Regions from separate parts of the Mus musculus genome. Here all the other regions are linked to region 1. The links are chromatin contacts, called in public Hi-C maps. All regions are on one chromosome and are shown on one strand. The core of a region is the stretch at or near the end of the contact, and the rest is flanking DNA. Distances in the headings are between cores, read along the strand shown. Region 1 has its middle 56 kb from the start of Gm12018. Region 2 has its middle 12 kb from the start of Gm31505. Region 3 has its middle 140 kb from the start of Gm12022.

Region 1 (2,840 bases), core at 2-2,501:
CCAAGTCAGAATAAGAACTGAGAGAGTGTGAAAGCCACACTTGGGTCACTGAGTCATTGAAAGCTCCCTCTGTTCACGTGTTCCTCCCTGTCACTGCCCTGATGTCACCTAATCCCTTCTGATTTTACTTATTTTGAATTAAAAAAATTAAAAATCCCTTGCATTTTACCCATTTTTTATTAAAGTCACTTTTAAGCTATGTCTTCCAAATGTGCCTGTGGCTTCCTGTCTTAGCAATGTATATGCATTAAAAGTACAGCAACAAATTTCCTTCAGTTCGGGTTTTGTTAAAATACTTTGAATGACAATTCAAACACATTCATCTGTATTTGAAAACTTGATCTGATTAAACTTGGTTTTCACATCTTATATTTGCCAAAGCGTGCTTCATTTTGTGGCTATTTTTTGTTTTTTGTTAGTCTGTTTGTTTTGTTTTTTCAGTGATTGATAAGCTGCTTTGAGAAGAAAACTCAGGACCAGGCTTCATTCCAGGCCACTCAGCCAAAGCCTGGTGTCTTCATCGCACAATCCATGTCTTCTGCCTCAAGATGAAGGGACTCACTCACCGAAGGCTTAAAATGAGGTTTAAGCAAGCACACTTTTCATGCTAAACAAAGCATGCCATCATTTTATTTTACAAGTTATGGGTGTGCTTTTAATAAACTCACCGTCACACACACATACAAAGAAATAAATAGATTTGTTCTGCTTAAACCGGCATACAAAGAGCTTGGAAGGAAGGACAAAAAATCTTTAACACCTCTTAGGCAATGGAAGGGAACTTCACACTTCAGCCTCATGTCAAGAATGTGTGATAACAATTTGACAGGTAGTAAGTGGATTCTGTCCCAGGCCTTGCAGGGAGATGACCCTGGAGCATAATGGTGTGATCTGCAGGCCCTTAGCTTCCTGCCCAGCAGGGGGTAGCCAAGTGCCGGCAACCGGGAAGCAATTCAGTCCTGCAGGAAACAGCCTCCCAGCTAGAAATAGCCCTCTGATTGTAGAAGCCAGCTCTTCTGATTAATGCCAATACTTGAATTATTTGTTCCAAAATAGCTACTCATCCGAGGCCTATCTTGGGATCTGGAGCTTAGGCGACTGTGTCCTTTGAAAAGAGATTTTAAAAAATAAAGATAAGTTATTTACTTGCCCAAGACTTCAACTGAATATTGGGCTGTAAAGGCAGGAGGATTTCATTTTCCTGTTTGAGTCTTCTTTGTCTTCCCCAGTGTGCTAAGGGTATGAGTTTCCACAGATGTGGATAGGCAGGTCTGGTCGGCTGCCCTGGCTCTTTGAGTGCATGGCTGCTGGTAGGAGAGCTTAGCCACTGTCACAGGACATCTCCTCAGAGAACCTGGGAGCCAGCCGGTGACAGAGCTGAGGAGCCAAGGTGATGACTGACAGGAGAGAAGACAGGAGAAAATTCTCCAGTAGGAAAAAGGATGTGTGTTGGGGAGGTGGGAGTGGGGTGGTGGGCTGAGAGGTGACTGCAGAAAGGAGCAGCATCCTGCTGTCGGCCTGTCTGCTGCTCCAGCTACTTGCTGACTGACCTGCCTACTCAGAATGGGTCCTTCTGGCCTTCACATACTCACCTTGTTGCTTCCCGCTCAGGCCATTTTCCGTCAGTGCTGCGTTTCTTTGTTGTTGTATTTTTTTCCCAGTTCAATGAACCCTCACATTATGGGTTTCTGTTGTCATTCTAACCTCTAATACACAACCATTACGTCTTATCTCGTCTTCTAAATTACTTCAAAATCCAATTACAAAACCCTTTCTCCTCCAAGAGCACACAACTCTCCACATTACTGAAATGCCGGGCTTTGCTTTGTCTTTCTAAATTAATAATAGCTACCATTTTCCGTCTGTTCTTTCCGAGGGATTCGGTTATATCACCACATAGACTAACAAAATGCCGATTATGATTCTTTTGCCTTTTTGATGGGCTACAAAAAAGCTAAAGATAATTTCCCAAATATTCATAAAAGATCTGTCAGTTTTTAGAATCAACTTTTTGAAACTCAATCTCTAAAGAAGACAGCATTTTAAAATCAGTTAAAATTTAAATTAAATCAGCCAGATTTTCACCCTTGATTTACATTGCAGAAGCCAGTCTCTTCCAAAGGTTTTAGACATTTGAATAGGTCTGTTTGTTTTCACAGTGATTTTAATAACACAAGTGAATATTTAATCCAATCAATGTCATCGTAATTTTCTCTAATCTAAGGAAAATGGCTGTCTTAAAGGCAAATTTAAATTTTAGTGAATTATAAAATATTTTGGTAAAAGTGAACATGCCAAGAACATTTTAGGAGAAACTTTTAACACATTGAGAATATGCATTTTTGTTTGTTTCTTTTCTTTTGCCTTGATTCTTCTGACAGAGGAGAGGCATAATTGTGACTCATATTTGGAAATTGCTTTTAGAAAATGATTTTCAATTCAAATCTAAATTTAGCTTCGGAAATATTACTTGTTTAAATGTTTTATAATCACAAACATGAAGCAGAACTGTAACTTCTCTCTCTCTCTCTCTCTCTCTCTCTCTCTCTCTCTCTCTCTCTCTCTCTCTCTCCCCCCTTTCTTTCTTCCTTTTTTTCTTTCTTTAAGATAAGGTCTCACTATTTAGCTCTCGTTGTCCTGTAACTAGGTATGACCAGGCTAGCCTTGAACCTACAGTGATCGGCCTGCCTCTGGCTCTGTAGTTGCTTTTCTTACTTTCAAACTCTTTTACTTTTGTGCAAAGTATATTTGACAAACCTAAGGCACCCAATTAATCAATGACAAAATGTGCTTGTATAATAACATACAGACAGAGGTCATGAGCTCTTTTACTTTTAACT
Region 2 (2,779 bases), core at 17-2,516, 140 kb before region 1:
TCTGTACAACCTGTTTTCTGTCTGATTTTTTTTTTTTTAATGCCCCAGTCACTGGCTCCAGAGCAGCAGTAGGCATCGGTCTCTTTGATTCTCTGTGGTATTTTCCCCAGGATTTCTTCCCACATTGCTGTACAGTAAGATTTCTATTTTATTGAAGAATTACCTACTTTTAGCAACAAAGAAATGATTATCATTACTCTGTAAAAGCAGTAGTGCTAAGAATATTTCTAAGCAAAACGCTATAGAAAAAGCAAACAGTATAAAGTAGCTCTTTCTATTCTCTGACAGACCATGAGTTCAAAAAAAAAAATCTTGTTCTTCCCCAAGTTATATTTTAAAGGGGTTAAGCAATCATTCAGATAATCGGACTTCATTGCTTTGAAATTTTATCAAAGTGTCCTCAATCCTTGAGCTGATATCCAGGTCCATTTTGCCAATCGGATAAAGCCTCTTAGATCTTTTTCCTAGAGGCATGAGTGGTTAACTTGATCTTATTGTGCTTCGAAAGAGTCTGTGCTACGCATCATTTTTCATAAGTGCGATTTGTTGTGTTAGGAAAACTCCAGAGAGACTCCTTGTTAGAATGGATTTTGGCTGCCAAGGGCACATTGCTACTAGAACCTCCTTTGTTTTATAGTGAATGAGTTTTAGAAATGTTCTCTGCTTAACCATAAGAGAAACAGAGCAAGGTGAGGGGGAAATTAGCATATGGGGAAATAAAGACTTTATTTCTCAGATTTGGGATGATTTTAAAAGCAGAAGATCAGGGAAGCTAGGCTTGGTGGTGCATACCTTTAATCCTAGCACGCTAAGGTAGAGGCAGAAGCAGGGGGATCTCTGAGAGTTCTCATCTATTTAAGAAATTCCAGGTCAACCAGAGCTAGGAAGTGAAGCCCTGTCTTTAAATAAACAAGGGTGGGCGGGGGGGGGGGAACTGAAAAAAAAAAAGATAAGAGGAAACTATTAACAAAGACCAGCCCTAAGAAAATTCCTTATTTGGAAGCATTGCTTTCATTAAGACTCTTATTCTTCCCCCTCCCCCTTACGTCTCCTTCTCTCCTCCTCCTCCTTACTGCCCCTCCCTCTCGACCCATCCTTAGAAGGTAAAAGGTTTGAAGACAGCTGCCTCCTTTTATTTTACCTTTGTAAAGGCCAGCGATCCCAAGCGCCCACTTGTATCCAGACCAAGACTCACAGCCTTTGCCTGGAAAGAGCACTAGGTGGTGCCCATTTACTTTGCAGTGGAAAGGGGATTCCCCAGGGGAGCAACTCTGGGGAAACTCATCCGGCCCCAGCCTCCTCAGTCAGTGAGAAGTCCTCCTCTAAGAGGTGGTCAGGAGAATGAATGGTGTCCTGTTTTTTTCTCACTTCCTTAAAGCATACCGGACTTGCCCTTTTAGGACACAGCTTTCGTTTAGAGAGAGTGTGTGTTTGCAAATGTGGGGGTGGGAGTAGAGGGGCCTCAAACATCCCCTTTGGAATGAGAAGAGGAATAAAGGCTGCGCCCTCCATCTGTGTGCATAAACAGCACAGCCCGAGTCTCTTGCCAAGACTGCGGTCCTGCCAGATCATCTGGGCATCACGGTGCACATGCTCGCCTTATTTTTCTGCTTTGCCTATAATAAAGCCGTAAAAAATCGAAGAAAGGTGACTCTTAAATTCTACTTTGCATCTTCACAACAATAATTCTTTGTCAAATTAAATCCTGTTAATTTGAAGATTCTGCATCCCAGTGTTAATTTCCACGCCTACTCCTTGATGGGGTGGCTTTCTACTGCTGGGCTTATTCCTTAAAAAATAAAATCTTCTTAGGCTTGCTGAACAGCTTGTTGCTTTGTTTTCAAGGAGAGTAGGTAACTGGCTAAAATGATGTGTTCTCTGTTTTCCTGTTTTCCCCACTCAAGGGGCTGTCAGATCTGTTTTAAAATGTAGAAACACTTGGAAGTTTTCTTTTTTCTTTGTAAAGATCTGTAGCAACTGGCATAATCATGTTAATTGTCACAAAAATGGGAATAAGAGACAATTCATGTAGAAATATATAAAATATTCATCTTTCTGTGACTCTAGTCCCAAAGTTGAGCTGAGTGGAGCTAAGCCCTCCATGTGTTTTTGTTTTGCTTTAAAGAAGGCAAGACAAATGGTTGTCTCAACATCTGACTAGACTCTTCTAGCAAAACCTGGATTCTGTCACGATGAGGGGAGAATAAGACGTAGTTTCAAGAAGTTAAACTAAGGGCAAAGTTTTCTGAAGCCATGAGAACCACTTCTGAGCTCTTGCTGCCGGGTCATATGTCATGGTATGTGGCAGCTGACTGCTCATTAATTCTATTTATATCAGTGTGAGAACCCACCCCACTGAGTACGCATGTGTTAAAATATTCATAAATTATGTTTATTTAGAACAAATATACAATAAATGCCAAAATAAGAGCATTATTTAACCACCAAACTAGCCGACTACTAAATAAGCAAGGCTTTTCACTGCCAATATGGTACAGTGCACTTTGTTAGACTGTCCTATCCAGTATTTCCTTGAGAATGCTCACCTTTTGTTTTCTCAATTCCACAAAGGAAATAGGTTTCACTGAAAGGAATAGAGTTGGGAAACAAAGGATGCTCTGCTACTGAAGAGCAATAATAAATTTGACTAGAGCAAATGAGAAATGCACTTTAGCAATCTAAAATCCAAGAAAGTGTTCACTAATTCATGCACACTTGGACTGAATCGGGCAGTGTTTCCTGAAAACAAATCAAGTTAAGCAGACCAGATGAACTCTTG
Region 3 (3,161 bases), core at 442-2,941, 200 kb after region 1:
TCATTCTCTATCCACTTGAGCAGGAAATAGATCAAATATGTTTTTTTTCCTCATAGTCCATCTAGTGTTATCACAAAAGGCCCCAAAGTAATTGGCAATACCTCTCTTGAACCTGAGTGATGAATACTTACTCTGTGGCCTTTCTGCTATAAATATAGGACTCGTCCCAGGTGGCATGCTTGTATTATTGGACAGACTTTAATCTTAGAATTATACAGGCCCACATTTTTCCATTGCCAAACACTATTTGCAGTTCTGTCCCAGATGTAACAACCTAATCAAAATAGAATTTCATAGAGCACTACACAGAGGATTGGCTTCTGGGGACTGTGCAACAGGTAGCTGTATGTTTATTGCCTTCTTTTATGAAACTTATACAATGCAATTGCAAAGTGCACAATGAATACTGGGACTTGACTCATAAGTAATGAATTGTAAATAATAAGGTTTAGCATCAGCCAGAAACATTTTCACATACTCAAATGCCAGCGTTCTCACCCACATCTCCACGGACTTTAAATCAACACAGAGCGTTCCCACCTTTCCACAGCGTCCTTCTCAATGACGCAGACTGCCAACTGACCTGCAGCCCTGACAACGAGTGCATCCTTGCTTAGAGTGGAAGAGAGAAACCTTTCATGTACAATAAAGAGAGGTTTTAGGCTTTATTTTTTGTTTTGTTTTGTTTTTGTTTGTTTTTTCAGAGGTCTTTTTCAGAGATGCAGAGATGGTTCAAGGATAAAATAGCCATTTAGAAATGTCAAAGGAGCAAATTTCTGAGCTGAAATCATTTTGGAAAAGGATTTGCTTATAAAACACACTGGAAATATGTTGTCAAAACAATGTTATTTGGAAGTTCAAGAAAAGCATGTCCTTAGATCTCTGTCCCAAGTGCTGGTGACATGACAGCACCTTTGAGCCTTGCTTCTTCTGAGCCTCGTCTTCAAGGTCAAGCTGTCATTTCCACCATCTGCCTGCATTCAATCTGTCCTTTCTATGGCATTTTGAGAAATTAAGTTAAATTCCATAAACACAGAAATCTTAAGTCGCAAAGATATAAGTAGATGGAAAACTGCCAACCTTCTTCTCAGCATCGGCAGCAAATCAGCTCTGTTTTATAAATGTGGAAACTAAAGTTGAGAAATGTTACAAAATCTGATGCACTACTGATTGCACAAAGTAAGACAAAGTCAATAGTCAAAATCTGCTACTGCTCACTAAACGCATCTCCCCTTAAACAGCATGGAAGAGCCATGACATTCAAATTTGCTTAAATATGTGTGCAGCATGAAAGTGTGGCACACCCTTTCAAGAAAAGCACCCTTCCTCACTCCCCACACACCTGGCTACCTCTACCAGATTCATGTTTCTATAAACTGTTATACTACTTGTAACACTGGGATATAACAATTATTTAATTGAATTTTTGTAGCAGATGGTGTAAGTTTATAAATTGCCTCAATTAATGAATAAATAAAAACAAACTGTTGCTCTCATTAGTGTCCCTAAAATATGTAAATGACACACATTTATTTTCATGGCTCACAGATGGAGATGTTGAGGCCCATGGAGGCTTGGTTTGCTTTTGGGCAGGTAGACAGATATTCAATCCCAGAAGAGCTAACAGACTGGCGGTGACTCATTCTTTCTTTTTTATCCAGAACAAAGCTTAAGAGAGTCTGTTTAGAGTGCTTTCTTCCTGTCTCCTTATCTAGTGTTCTGTAATCTAATTTGGCCTTGGCATAGAACAAGTTGAACCAGCAATGAGAGCTTGGATCACAGTCAAGTCTCTGTGCTTCCCTTTCTGAAAAGTCTCACATCCCGAGGCCAGAGAGAAAGCAACAACGACAGAAAGGTGGAGTCCTCTCCCCTGAAAGTACAAGGAAGAACCTGGGTGTCCTCTGTTCAATCTAGGAAAAGGAAGTGGATGGCTATGTTCTTGGAGGTGTGGCACTTCTAAGAATCCTAACATCTGGAACAGAGGTACCTCTGTCCAAAAGAAGCTCTGAGAAGATGCCACAGCTATTCTTGTCCCAGAAGCCTCCACGGTGGTGCTGGTGTAGGGCCAGATGTTCCAGAACTTTTCATGAGGTAGCGTCACACTTGCGGCATTTCACTGGTAGCGAGTGCCACATTAAAATGCCATTTTAGGCAATTAATATTTTATTTATAAACACTTATAAATATTTATCACAAATGGCTGTTTAAATAGTAGCTTGTGAGAAAACAAATCTATTACATTTGTATTAAAAATTCCTTGGATGCTTAATTAAGGGAATATTTAGACAGACCATGAAAATTTTATACCAACTCCTTGAGAAGTCAGGGACAAACCTAGTTAGACTCTCTCATGAAACTGAGGGAATAAATTTGATAAGATGCCACACAAAATGGGGGCATCCAACTTGAGATCCCACGTCAAAATCTTTTCTTTAAACATTGTAAGTAAGATGGACTCATTCTAAATAAATGTCCTGACCTTACCCACAATCAAACTATGTCTCCTCCTTAAAGGTATCTGACTAAGCGTCGCAGCTTCTTCAGCTGTTTTCATCAGATCGCAAACACAATCGGCAGTCCAATTTTTCAACCAGGAAGAAAAATAGTTATTGCCCACATTGATCTGCTGTAGAGCAGAGTGTCTCACCTTATTCTCTTCTTAAAACATAATCGAAGCATTCTATTTTGAGGTCAACAATTTAACAAAGCACAGATATCTTTGTATACATTTAGCACTAAGAGAACATAAGATAGACTAAGTTCTTTTTACTGGCTATATGAGATTTCAATATTTTGAGAATTAGTGTAATTGTAAATGTGTATTTCCTCTCAGTGGCTGTAGTGTTTGTGTGCTTCGTCCTCTGGATTTGCATGTTGATACTACATAGCACTCTATTAGCTTTCATGCATTTGAAGGGTCAAAAAAACAGTGACCGACTTGAAAAGAGACTTGCAATCCCATCACAAGGTTCCAAGACTTGTTCTTTAGAACATCCTGTGGTCATCACAATGTGTTTCTCAATTATGATTAATTGAACTTGGTTTTTGTAGCAGACAAGTTCACTCTCCTATAGCACTAAGCAGTTTGAAATAGTACTAAGAGCATCAATGTCATCTTGGGAATTCTAAGGCCACCTGGCCCCTTTAGCTGCTTTTAATGA

Evidence for each region. A called contact is a pair of places that touch in the nucleus more often than the background predicts.
Region 2: a Hi-C map of the N1E-115 cell line shows a contact between it and region 1, with 16 times the contacts expected there. The contact joins two enhancer-like sites. A contact is called at or near these places in 1 of 39 promoter capture datasets (the 3T3-L1 cell line) and 13 of 484 Hi-C or Micro-C datasets (the 3T3-L1 cell line, the N1E-115 cell line, embryonic fibroblasts and 4 more).
Region 3: a Hi-C map of the N1E-115 cell line shows a contact between it and region 1, with 7 times the contacts expected there. The contact joins two enhancer-like sites. A contact is called at or near these places in 2 of 484 Hi-C or Micro-C datasets (the N1E-115 cell line and myocytes) and 1 of 9 other capture datasets (embryonic tail).

What each region holds. Positions count from the first base shown.
Region 1 is chr11:18,151,055-18,153,894 of GRCm38.p6, forward strand. No RefSeq gene overlaps it. Among named protein-coding and RNA genes, the nearest start is that of Gm12018, 56 kb to the left of the region's middle. Within about 2 kb of position 1,252, at least 19 of the 459 cell types and tissues checked have an H3K27ac peak or open chromatin away from gene starts, as enhancers often do. A contact at or near this core is called in the N1E-115 cell line, where this site is marked.
Region 2 is chr11:18,010,020-18,012,798 of GRCm38.p6, forward strand. No RefSeq gene overlaps it. Among named protein-coding and RNA genes, the nearest start is that of Gm31505, 12 kb to the left of the region's middle. Within about 2 kb of position 1,267, at least 35 of the 459 cell types and tissues checked have an H3K27ac peak or open chromatin away from gene starts, as enhancers often do. A contact at or near this core is called in the N1E-115 cell line, where this site is marked.
Region 3 is chr11:18,353,315-18,356,475 of GRCm38.p6, forward strand. No RefSeq gene overlaps it. Among named protein-coding and RNA genes, the nearest start is that of Gm12022, 140 kb to the right of the region's middle. Within about 2 kb of position 1,692, at least 2 of the 459 cell types and tissues checked have an H3K27ac peak or open chromatin away from gene starts, as enhancers often do. A contact at or near this core is called in the N1E-115 cell line, where this site is marked.